Linked DNA regions of Mus musculus: regions 1, 2 and 4 are each linked to region 3. Evidence: chromatin contacts called from public promoter capture Hi-C data. All regions are on one chromosome and are shown on one strand. Each heading gives the region's core, a stretch centred on a gene start, on an enhancer-like site or on the middle of the called end of the contact. The rest is flanking DNA. Distances are from core to core; before and after follow the strand shown. Region 1 holds the start of Itpr2 (inositol 1,4,5-triphosphate receptor 2). Region 2 holds the start of Mrps35 (mitochondrial ribosomal protein S35). Region 3 holds the start of Casc1 (cancer susceptibility candidate 1). Region 4 holds the start of Ints13 (integrator complex subunit 13).

Region 1 (2,842 bases), core at 194-2,693, 1.3 Mb after region 3:
TACTTCTTTCACACTTCAATCTCAGGAGCAAATAACATGGAAAAGATATTCAATTAAACCTTCCTTCCCACAATCTGTGGGGAAATGAACAAAGAACAGGAACTGTGGAGCCACTGGTGTCCTCCAGAGAAGGCACTGGGCACGCAACACAGTCACAGAAAGGCTCTCTCCCTCACAGCCCGGGGGACAGGACTCCAATACCTAACAGCTGAGAGCAGTCACCAGCCTCAATCTCCTCAGATAAGACAGTCTGAGGCAAGTCCTGTGAAGTAACCAAAAACTACCTGTGCACTAAAATATATCATAGAGTGCAATTAACTGTTCACCAGCGCGAACACCATGAAGGAATTTTCTAGAAACCAGAAATGGTCCTAACCTAACTAACACGCTGCTTTTCTGTATGATATACATCAGTATTTCCCCAGTTCATATACAAACTCGAATCACAAGGGCCTTGCAGTAGGCTGAACTCCTTTCACTGGGCGAAGGGGATGGACAGGGAGAGAGAATAGCTGAGTTCTAGAACCCTGGCTGCCCAGGAGGCCAGTTTTGGCAAAGCCTGAGGAGTGAGTCCTCCTTTGGCAAGGCCAAAAGGAAATTACTTCAGCGAAGAGGGGCTGGTAATCTCCTCCAGCAGGACAAAGCCACATTTGCGCGGTGCACATCGCCTACTTTCATGGCCAAAGCCTGGGACTTCAACCCACCCTTCTTTCCAGCCGCGCGCTGAGAACGGGCCATAGGGAAGATGAGGAGAAAACACACATTTTAATCAAAACAAGGCAGGGAAGGCAGGCTCGCAGGGCCTGTCTGGGGCGTGCGAACCACTTCCTCTTCTCGGATGTGTCTCGGGTTGGAGATTATGAAGTTGCTGAGAAGCGCTCGCGGCTTCCTGCGCGCTGAGACCTAGGGGACCCGGGGCTGTCCCAGGCGCAGACCCCAGACAAGCCGCGCGCCAGAGGGACAGGGACCCGAGTTGGCTGGCGCTGCTCAAAGCACGTCCTGCTTACCCCAGGGTGCTGATGAAGCCATTGACCGAGCCCTCCGCGTACAGGGACACGATGTCCCCAATGTAGAGGAAGCTGGACATTTTGTCAGACATGCTGCTTCACGCTCCTGTGGCTGTCCCTGCTGTCTCCGCTGCACGCAAGGGTGAGCTCAGGCCCGCTGGGTCAGAGGGGTCCAAGCAGCTCTGCTCGAGGAGCGGCAGCGAGGCCACCGCTGGGGACACTGCGATGGCCCCGCGCCGCCGTCGCCGCCCCTGCCCAGCAGTAGGTTTCCTGTTCCTGGCGAAGTTCTGTCCTACACCTTCGCTCCTCCTCCCTGGCCCGCGAGCCCTCTGCGTCCCCACAGTTCGCTCCCGGCCTGAGCGGAGCCTCTAGGTCCCCTTGGGGGACTCTTTAGACCAGGTGGCGGTGCCCACGGACCGAGAGGGCGGGGAGAAGCCCCGGGGAGGGGGGCGCGTGGCCAATCAAGCCTGGGCGGCCAGGGGCGGAGCGGGGCCGGGGCGGGGCCAGTTCTCGGGGGACGGGCCACCCCGAAGCGGCCAGGACAGAGGCGTGGGAGCCACGCTGGGCGGCGCTGCGGGGGTAACGGGGACTCAGCCGGGGGCATTGGTTCTGGCTCAGGGTGATCTTGGAGGGGCAGCCCCGAGACCAGCAGCGACAGTCTGGAGTGACTCCGGGAGGGGAGGGAAGACGACCCCAAGGACCCAGGAGAGACCCAGGACTTTCCAGATGCGGGCTGGGAAGGGGTGCAGTGCAGCCAGCGTAGACAGGACGACCCGGAGCGCGCAGAGACAATCCCTATTTGCAAAAGGCAAGGGACTTAGAGGGGTTTGGAGGAAAACTGCCGACACGAGGGTTCAGATGGAACCGGCCTTGAGGGACGCCGACTGGAAGAGGGCGCAGAGCAACCACGCTGCTTGGAACTTGGCGCGCCGGTGACAGTCCAGCTGAGAGTAGGAGCCCGCAGGCGATGGGGGTGGGAGGGGGTGGGAGTAGGGTGGGTGAAACGCTGTGGTGTTCGCACCACCACGCAGAGGCCTGGAGAATCCTGACCGTAAAAGCTGGAGTCTGAGTGGATGTATGTTTTGAGTGGAAAAGTTAATTGAGAGGGAGGAAAGGGTTGAAGAAGACACAAATGAAGAGAAGAGGAAAGGAGGAAACACTCCTGTGGAGCTGTTCTTGGATCCTGTTTTTCTTAAGTTCATGACTGGATAAAAGGATCCAGCAGCTGCAGCTGCTATGGTGACCACCCTGGTGACCGTCAGTGGGTGGGTCAGCGATGGCAGTGAGGGCTCACAAGTGAGGGTAACTGGGTTCCATCTCCAGGAACCGGTGACAGCCTTTGTAACCCCCCCCCCACACACACACACACAAGGTTATAATAAATAAAACTGGAGGCAGGACATGAGTGGGAGCAACCCCTCTGTTGTGTGTCAGTCCACCTCTAGAGTACTGTTTTAGAAATGTTTGGTCCTACCCTGTGGAAGATACTGAAGAGGCGAATGCCGTGATCAAACCACAGCTGACCAAAATCAGAGTTTAGGGGAGTTTTGCCTTCCAATTCAAAGATGCCTGGGATGGAAAGGTTTTAGACAGCAAGGAACAGAAAGGAAATGCCAGTCTCGAGTCTTGGTGTGGGACAAACCCCACCTTGTGTAGAAGCAGTGTATTCTCATTTCCAATGCCTCTCTTCCTTTTCCTCTCCCTCCCACCAACTGAGCCACATCACCAGCCCACAGATCTGGTGACTTAGTAGGTGAGAGGTGCCCATTAGGAGTTGTCCTGTCTACGTTCATATTGGTGTTGGGAAACAAGGGATGGGCTCTGAGTTATAAAAT
Region 2 (2,808 bases), core at 277-2,776, 1.8 Mb after region 3:
TTGAAAATTATCCCTCATATTAACCTAGGCTTCAAATTAGTAAACGACCATTAAAAAAAGAAGGCTTAAAGTTTTTCAATTGTTCTACCCAGAATTACCTATGTAATCTGTAGAGATCAATGAAAACTGAAAATGTGGAGTCCCCTTGCAGAATTTAATAAGAACATAAGCCACCAGTGGATGATTGTACTTCCAAAGCCTTTCCAGCTGAAAAATTACAGTTTAGAAACTTCTGCTGGCAAACTAATACATGCTTTATACTGTAAACCATCTTTGCTTACTGATACTTTATAAAGGAGTTACTTGTAAAGATGATTTTTAATCTGTGTGTGTGAGCCATAGGACTGTGCACATGACTGCAGGTGCTCATGGAAGCCAGAGCCTATGAAGCAAGAGCTACTTAAGGTTATGGGCCTTTCTGCACTGGTCTAAGGAATCCAGTTCTGGTCCACCGCAAAAATAATACATGAAAAGACAAGGTCAAAATTTAAACTCGAACAATCTAGTTCAAAAGGCCACTTGAACAAACAAACAAAGTGGTAGGGGTGCAGCCACACTGTGCCATTGTGTTGTCCCCTCATCCCCCAAGGCCTTTGCCTCTGGTGCTTGTTACTTTCTCTGTTGGATGGCAGTCATTTAAGAAGTATAACGGCATTGGGGCATGATGGTGCATGCCTTTAATCCCAGCACTCGGGAGGCAGAGGCAGGCGGATTTCTGAGTTCGAGGCCAGCCTGGTCTACAAAGTGAGCTCCAGGACAGCCAGTGCTACACAGAGAAACCCAGTCTCGGAAAAAAACAAAACAAAAAAACTATAAAGACTGCTAAAATGTTAAAGCCTTACCCCTGGAGTTTAACCCTCAGAACCTAGGTGGTGATGGGATAGAACCAAAGAACTAATTCCCTTAAACTGTTCTCTTACTAGTGCACACACACACACACACACACACACACACACACACACACACACACACACACACAGAGTAATTAAAAGCTAGGTGTTATGCTATATTCCAGCAATTGGGAGACTAGAGCAGCATGATTGTAAAGAAAGAGAAAGGGCAGAAGGAGAAGGAAGAAAATGGAACAAAGAAAAAAATGGGCTGAAGAGGTGGAGAGGTGGTGCATTGATTAAGCAGGGACTACTCTTCCAAGGGACTAAGGTTCGGTTTCCAGCATCCACGAGGAAGCCCATTATTTCCCTAACTCCATGTCCGCTGCTGGCGCAGTGAGCAATACAGGCACATGGTGTGCTGATATGCAGGAAAACACCGATATACATAAAATATACAAATAAACGGGAAAGGAGAAAAACGTCTTAGAGCAGCCATTAAAACAAACAAACAAACAAACAAACAAACAAACAAACAAACAGGCCAGTAGACGTAGACTGTGAGACTTCTAGGTCAGAGTCCCCATCATTCCACAACAGTCAACCAAGAGCCACAGCTCCACTATCCCTTTGCCCAGTGCTCTTCCGTTCCCAGGTTACACACTTCCGGTCCCGCCCCCTCCCGGCGGTGCTTGTCCGCTCCGGCTCGCCGTCCTTTATCATGGCGGCCGCCGCGCTGCAGCTGAGGCAGACCCTGTGCCCGGGAGCGCGCGTCCTGCGCACCTTCTCCTCGGTCGCCAGCCCCGCGGCTCCGAGAGCCGGCCCGCGTGAGTGTGGGTGCGTCGCTGCGGGCTGGGGGGCGGGGAGAAAGGAGGCCGTGCGCTCCGTGACCTTCCTGTGTTTTTCTGGAGGTCGTCGCGCATTTCCACGAGTGCGTTCGCTGAGCCCGGCACACCGCAGGGGTTCGGGGCGCACTGTAGTGTGAGAGGCGGTGCAAGCGTGGGGCTGGAGGGAATGCAGCGATGGGAGCCGCGTGCAAGAGTGGGCAGCAGGAAAGGCTCGGCCAGGAGCGGGCACCTGCCCACCAGGGCCTTCCCCGCCGCCTCTCCTGCAGGGCATGCTTCTTCCTTCCGCGCTCGCTCTCCTGCAGACCTGCTCACAGCACGTCGTGCCTTTCCACTCCCTTGTTGAAAATCCACAAATGGTTTCCGGGCAAATTATAGATTACTTAATACATCATAGTGGCTCCTCATAGTCCTAAGATGTGTCTATCCCCAAGTTTTCGCTCTTTTATTCTCTTAAGTGTGTTAGGCAGAGTTGCAGAGGTTAGCAGTCTATCAAAGTTTTGAAGTAGCGCGTAGACACAGGTAAACGGTAACAATAAAACTTATTATCACGAAGAAAAAGAAAGCACAGTATTGAAAACGATATGCTGTTGAAGAAGTGGCTATAAGGTAGGATGGAATAGTGAGGAGAAACCTCCCAGAGGAAAAGATGTTTGAGCAGTCACGACGATTTGAGAGAAGAGCGCTGTTCTTCTCAAAGAGGTTAGACATGATCAAGGAAAAGAAAGGGACACCCGGGCCAGAGGTGTTCAAGTAAAGGGTCGAGTGGCAATCCAAGATGTCAGAGTAGTGGGCTGAGCTTTAAGGATTTGGGGGCGTTTGGTTTTGATTTGAGCTTGGACTTTGTTAGAAGTCGAGGATCACACTATAATAGAGAAGTGACATGGTTTCTACTTGTGAAGGATCTATCACTGGCATCTGCGTGGTGACTCACTTCAGCAGGGTAAGACTGCAAGACCTATTTGGAGGCTGTTGGTATTCCAAGCAAGATGATGGTAACAGTGCAGAAGGTGGTTTGGCTTATTATCGGATGTAGTTTGAGGATGAAGCCAAGTAGGATTTACTGATGGATTTGATGTAGGCCTTGAAGATAAACCCTTTCCTGAGCCGTTGGATGAGTGTTAGTGCCGTTT
Region 3 (2,700 bases), core at 51-2,550:
TGCATTTTCAAATTCATATACTAAAATCTTAACTTCTTGTGTGTTAGCGTTTGACCTGCTTATGAAAAGGGTCTGTAATTATTTCACCCAATTAAGAAGAGCTGATACTGGAACTGGACAGGCCTCTGGCTCAATATGGCTGGTACAGGTTACAAAGAGGAATCTTGGATACAGACCCTCATGAAGAAAATAAGCATCGTATGAAAAAAATGAGTTTACACTGCTACACACTAAAGAACTATTTAGAAGTAGAAGAGAGATCTGAATAAATCCCTGCCCCCATGCTGACACCCTGACCCCAGATGTTCAGTCTCCAGAATGGTGAGGTAAGCAGTTTCTACTGTTTAAGCAAACATGTTTATGGTACTTTGTTTCCTGGAAGCCCCATGATACAGTTAGGTTTGAAGCTGCAACCTCCTGGAATCTACATTTTAAATATTCCCCCAAATGGCTTGGAAGTCTTTGAGAAACAGTGCTATGTAGATAGGAAAAAGAAATTAAATCCACCTTTCGATGTAGCAAATACGTGCTTGTTCTTGTAATTTGCCAGCAGTCTTAACTTGGCTGATGACCCATTGGGGGTCTTGCCAGGGGAGGCCTTCACTACCCATTTCTTCCCACCACTTACAGAAAATACATACTTATATCTTAAAAGAGACTGAAAAGCACCAATCTTTTCTTCTCTCCTACCCTTAATAGCTTGATTACTCCGCTTTAGATACACCAGCTGTTACCTTGGTAAAGCTTGTGTCTGATATTCTGCTTAACTGACAGAGCCGGAGGGCTGTAATATTCTCCTTTGTGTGTCTCTGGCTTCCAGCCAGCAAACACAAATAATGCACTCTGAATCTCCCCTCAACGAGTGTGATAATTGATGATCTCTTGATGGAGAATGGGAAACAACACACGAAATTTGCTCCATATTGTTCTGCGTTGGAATGAAAACTTTTCTGACAAGGCAGTCAGAGCCAAAGTGGGAATGTACATCACCGGAAGCTAGTAAAGTTTAGTCACTGCAAAGATCTGGATCTCGCCACCTCTGGATCGCACTGCCCCTGTCTGCCTGCCCTCCCTCGACAGCGCTGAAGTGGAATCCGCACTTGCCCCTTTCCTGTCTCCCTCACTTTCCTGGCTTACCATGACAGAAGCAGGAACTTTGCTTAGGGATAAGTGAACTCTGCAGAGCAGGAACGCTCACGGTTGTCAAGACGACAGGCCACGCCCACTCACAACTCCCAGTGTTTTGCGAAGGACAACCTGCGCAATCGCACTGTAGTCTTCCGGTGAGTACTGCCCAAGTCGTAGACTGGTTACACAAGCCACACTTCCCACATAAGGTACGCCCACATCGCGGCTTTTACCTAATCCCGCCCATTTCCGCCTGATGCCCCGCCCCAGCAAAGAAAGCGGCCTCGAGTCCCATACACTGCTGCCTGTAGTCCCGCCCTGAGCCCACCCCCGCCTCTCAGCTCCGCCCACTTCCGGCAGACGGTCGGAGCATTTACGGCCGTGGTGCCGCAAAGCGCTGGAGTGAGGCGGTCTGAGCAAGCTGTCGTCTGGACCCCAGACCTGCTGGTGGTGAAGTATGCCTTAGGCGAGGGCTTCCGGGCGTGGGGAGAGCTGCGTCTCACACTGAAACGCAGGCTGACCTGGAACTCGCGGGCATCCCTCAGCTTCCTCCTGAGAGCTGGGGTTATAGCCGAGGCCCGCCACGGCCAGCCTTGTAAAAAGGTTTCTTCCTCGCTTCTTTTGCGTCTGGACGAGCCCTTCCCGGGGGATCTGGGGAATGGCGCCAGCTCACGACTAGGTGAAGCCATAGGTTCCGGGCGGGTCCCCCAGGGAGTCATCTGGCCACAAAGGCGAGCTCCAAGAGGGTCGCTACCTTGATATTAAAGTAGTACAGATTCTTCACTGATCGTGGGAGTTTAGTTTCTATGCAAAGCATTCGCCCTTCTCAAGAGCTGCTCACACACTAGTTTAACGTGACTTCTAAGAACCAGTAAGCCATTGTTGTCCCAAGGTCACGGAGCGCTGTACTGTTGTGGCAGCCTGCAGAATTTCAGCCCTTCTCCATAAGAAAAGGCACTTGAGACGTAGAGGAATGGAGACAGTTCTTTAACCCAACCCCAGCTTACGGCCCGTCTAACCCAAGATAGAGTACTAATGCTCTGTCCCTTACATAAACTAAATGTTCTGTTCAGTAGGACTGACAGCTAGTTTTTGTGGGTTAAGGTCATTGGTTGCACAACACTTAAGACCTTACTGCCCTCCGAACCTTGGTAATGAGATAAAAACTTAACACCTACTGCATATAAATTCAAATTTGTTTTATCTTAGCTGTTGAGGTATGGAAGGTAGCCTTTGTTTTGAATTATTCAACAAAGCAACTACTAGTGTTTAGTGACAGAAAACCTCAGACTAAACTAGGAAGTGGTGTGGAAGTACAGTAATTAACATGGTGACTCAGGAGAAATGGCCTTACTCAAAATCACTGTGTCATTATCAACTTCTCTCCTAAGAGGAAAACTAATAGTAGAGATGTGTTAGATCCCATGGTTCAAGACTCTGTGCATGCTTTTTTGAGTTTTGATGTCCTCTAGTCCCTGGGCAGGATTTGTGAGTAATAAGAGGGCTGCTTTCTGGCATCTCTTCATCTTGACACGGGTTGTACTAGCCCCTCTCTCCTGTCATGTACCTGTA
Region 4 (2,945 bases), core at 369-2,868, 1.4 Mb after region 3:
ACACTCACCAGCTTTTTGAAAGGAAATATGTCATACATTATTCTACAATATTCCATGGAAGATTCTACTGAGCAAGTCCACAAGGATTTGGAGATGGGAGCCAAAGGGATGATGCCTTGGGTCCTGTTCTTCACCAGCATATCAAACTCCACATGCTGCCTACAGGATTCTGCCATGTATGGGCAGTGATCCACAACAAACACTGTTTTATGAGATTCAGAAAAAATCTTCATTTTGTTTTAACCTGTAAAAGGATAAACAAACTAGTCAAAACGATGACACATAACATTTATCATAAATGATTTCTCACTTAAGTGTGTTTTCAAGATTTGATACGGATCCTAAGTTCTGAGAATTTTGTGCAAAAAAGGCCAAAGTAATGGTGCCAGTTCAAAGAATATGCCACATCATACCATGCAGTCTATCTACCAAATGAAGTTAGTTCATACTTCTTTTTTTCTTTTACAAAGCACTTAAAATAGAAGAAAACATCTGTGCACATTGTATTTGATTCTTATGCCTACAAATCACAGATCTAATTCCTCAAATGTATTTATGGTGATCCTTGTTAGGGGCTAAGGGAAATCAACAGGAAAAGACTGACAGCAAAAGTACAACCCAAAATAGACACACATCTCCTACGGTAACTGCATATTGCGTCTTTCTATGGCTTCAAACTCATCCTCTCCCTCCACTTGCAATACACTACAGTAATTCACCACGTAGACCACAACAAGCAGATGCTATCCCATGCTGGCGAAGAGAAAACACTTCTAAAACTTTTTCTTATAAACACAGAACATGTGGTGCACTGCCCTGCTTCGCTCCTAAAATTTTACAGACCAAAAAAAAAAAAATTTTTTTTTTAAACCTACATTCTAAAGCACCTGGGAAACAGCAAGTGTTCAAGGTAACAAACCACCTTAGGGTCCCGCTATTACCTCCTGCTGCTCTGGAACGCACCGCCCCTCCCCGCCAAAGTCCCTGTCTGCAAACCTTCTGCACACACCTGACTGCAAGGGGGGTGGGGGGCGGCGAACGAGGTGAGTGGATGGGGAAGACCTCGGCATCGAGGTTCGCTTACTTTCGTGCCTGGTCCTGCAGTGAATGAACGGAGGCTGAGAGAGAAGGCGGACGAGGGTGGGTGGGGAGTCGGCGCACAGTCGGTCTGGTACAACCCGCAGAAGACTGACTGCCCGGCTCATCTCCCAACACTCCGGCTGCTTAAACGCAGGGGCGCGCGCATGCGCGTGCAAGCACAAGAGCGCACTCGGACTCGCGCGTGCGCACGGCGCTCTCGCACAGCCCCGCCATCTTCCCTTCTCCTTAGAAGCCACCAGAGGCCGAACCGGAAGAGGGCGGAGCAAGTGAGGGGAAAAAAAAAGCCTTTAACATTTGTTCCCAATCAACCGTAGGGAAGAACGGTCAGGACGACCCGAGAGATCCCCCCACAAAGTACTAAGCCACGGCCGGGACAAGCCAGCCTCGGCTCTGGACAGGCAGAGCCTACCCACCCAACCTCCCCTCTCCGCCTCCAGTCCGGGCCGGTAGCCCCTCGGAAAACACGCGAGAGTGTGCGAGCGGCAGAGCAAAACCTTGAGAGGGGGGCGAGGAGAGAAGCCCCGCCCCCTCCCCGTTCTCCAATCAACGGCCAGCCGTTTACCGGGGGTGGGGCCTTCGGGAACCAGCAGAGGGAAGTCTCGCGAGGCTTGTCGCTCAGCGGCTGCGGGTCGCGGAGGTTCTGGTCCGCCCGGGATGGGGCCGAGACGAGTGGGTTTCCCGTACGTCCCGCCGCTGTGTGAGCAGGACTGTGCGTCCGCTCGCTGAGCAGGCGCAGCGAGGGCGCGGAGACCACTCCGTGGGCACTCCACCTCGCGGGTGGTCGTCGCCCCAGGGGGACTGAAGCGCAGTGGAATAACTACACGCGTGGGCGAGCCTCTGAGCCGGGCTTCCTCTCTCCGTGCTCTCCCTGAGGTCCTGCCGGGAACTGAGGTACGGAAAGTTCCCTGAAAACCCTGGGCCTGCACGCCGCGGGACACCCCTTCCGGGTTCCCCTTCCTGCCACTCGGGAGCTCCGTGGGCGGTGGCCTGAGGGACTTGTCACTGTTGAGTTTACCTCAGCACACTTGACCGCGTTTGCGCCTGGGACTTAGCCACGGTCCTGAGGGAGCTGCTGGGATCGTTTGAGTCCCTCAGCGGCCTTCCAAATTCGGTTTCAAGTTGAAAAACTGGTTTTCTCCAGACAAATGTTTCAGAAGCTCCAAGTGTGTGCATTCCACCATTTTCAAGAACAGTGCAGTTCTCTGCTTTCAGAGTGATGTGTGTGGACAGGATGCTTATTGGTGTGTGTGGTCTGCACGCATTCTTTCTTTATCCCATTCTAAGGTTTTCTTTGAAAGACACATGCTTTTTATATTGCTACCAGCATCTGTGTCTGCTCCTCAAGAGTGAGGACTCTCTTTTCTTCCCGTCCTCCTTTCCAGAACACGGACCTCAGAACTGCCTACGTTCTGTATTCCACTCACACTGCACCAGGTTTTTTTGCTTCTTTCACTGTGACTGTTACAGTTGCCCTTCCTCCACCCCAAACCGGTGTCCCCGCCTCAGCCTTCCATACTTACTGTGACATGTATTCGCCTGAAACTTTTTCAAGTTCTAATTTAAGCATATCGATTCATCAGGGTTTTTTACCATCCTATCTCATCATATTTTACCTTTTCAGTGTCATCTTATTGCCACCCCTAATTCCTTTCCAAACACTGTGCCATGTGAGTCCATATAGTCTGCTAGAATGCTTGCTTTTCCTTCTGTCTTATCATCTATCAAAACCCAATTCATAGATGATTCTTTTTAGACTCCCTCCGGTGACATTGACAGTACAATGAACTCGGATAGCTCTTGACATAGTTTTGCAGTATTCATTAGGATGTATTATTTGTTCAATT

What was found. Promoter capture Hi-C pulls out the DNA fragments that hold promoters and counts their contacts. Capture Hi-C pulls out chosen DNA fragments and counts their contacts.
Region 1: a promoter capture Hi-C map of liver shows a contact between it and region 3, with 3 times the contacts expected there. The contact joins the promoter of Itpr2 here to the promoter of Casc1 in region 3. A contact is called at or near these places in 3 of 39 promoter capture datasets (embryonic stem cells, neural stem cells and pre-B cells), 1 of 115 datasets of contacts at active chromatin or transcription factors (astrocytes) and 2 of 9 other capture datasets (liver and macrophages).
Region 2: a contact with region 3 is called in a promoter capture Hi-C map of erythroid cells, with 16 times the contacts expected there. The contact joins the promoter of Mrps35 here to the promoter of Casc1 in region 3.
Region 4: a promoter capture Hi-C map of pre-B cells shows a contact between it and region 3, with 11 times the contacts expected there. The contact joins the promoter of Ints13 here to the promoter of Casc1 in region 3. A contact is called at or near these places in 4 of 39 promoter capture datasets (the C10 cell line, embryonic stem cells, hippocampal neurons and 1 more), 2 of 484 Hi-C or Micro-C datasets (bone marrow-derived macrophages and uterus), 2 of 115 datasets of contacts at active chromatin or transcription factors (extraembryonic endoderm stem cells and pro-B cells) and 1 of 9 other capture datasets (adipose tissue).

The regions. Positions count from the first base shown.
Region 1 is chr6:146,500,780-146,503,621 of GRCm38.p6, forward strand. It overlaps Itpr2 (inositol 1,4,5-triphosphate receptor 2), which reads right to left and starts at 1,444. Exons shown (of 57, transcript NM_019923.4): 1 at 1,008-1,444. The coding sequence starts at 1,099.
Region 2 is chr6:147,041,244-147,044,051 of GRCm38.p6, forward strand. It overlaps Mrps35 (mitochondrial ribosomal protein S35), which reads left to right and starts at 1,527. Exons shown (of 8, transcript NM_145573.2): 1 at 1,527-1,657. The coding sequence starts at 1,552.
Region 3 is chr6:145,209,670-145,212,369 of GRCm38.p6, forward strand. It overlaps Casc1 (cancer susceptibility candidate 1), which reads right to left and starts at 1,301. Exons shown (of 16, transcript NM_177222.4): 1 at 1,138-1,301. The coding sequence starts at 1,140. Etfrf1 (electron transfer flavoprotein regulatory factor 1) reads left to right here and starts at 1,478. Exons shown (of 3, transcript NM_133688.3): 1 at 1,478-1,583.
Region 4 is chr6:146,576,217-146,579,161 of GRCm38.p6, forward strand. Ints13 (integrator complex subunit 13) reads right to left here and starts at 1,619. Exons shown (of 18, transcript NM_138757.2): 1 at 1,085-1,619; 2 at 9-244. The coding sequence starts at 233. It overlaps Fgfr1op2 (FGFR1 oncogene partner 2), which reads left to right and starts at 1,695. Exons shown (of 7, transcript NM_026218.2): 1 at 1,695-1,992.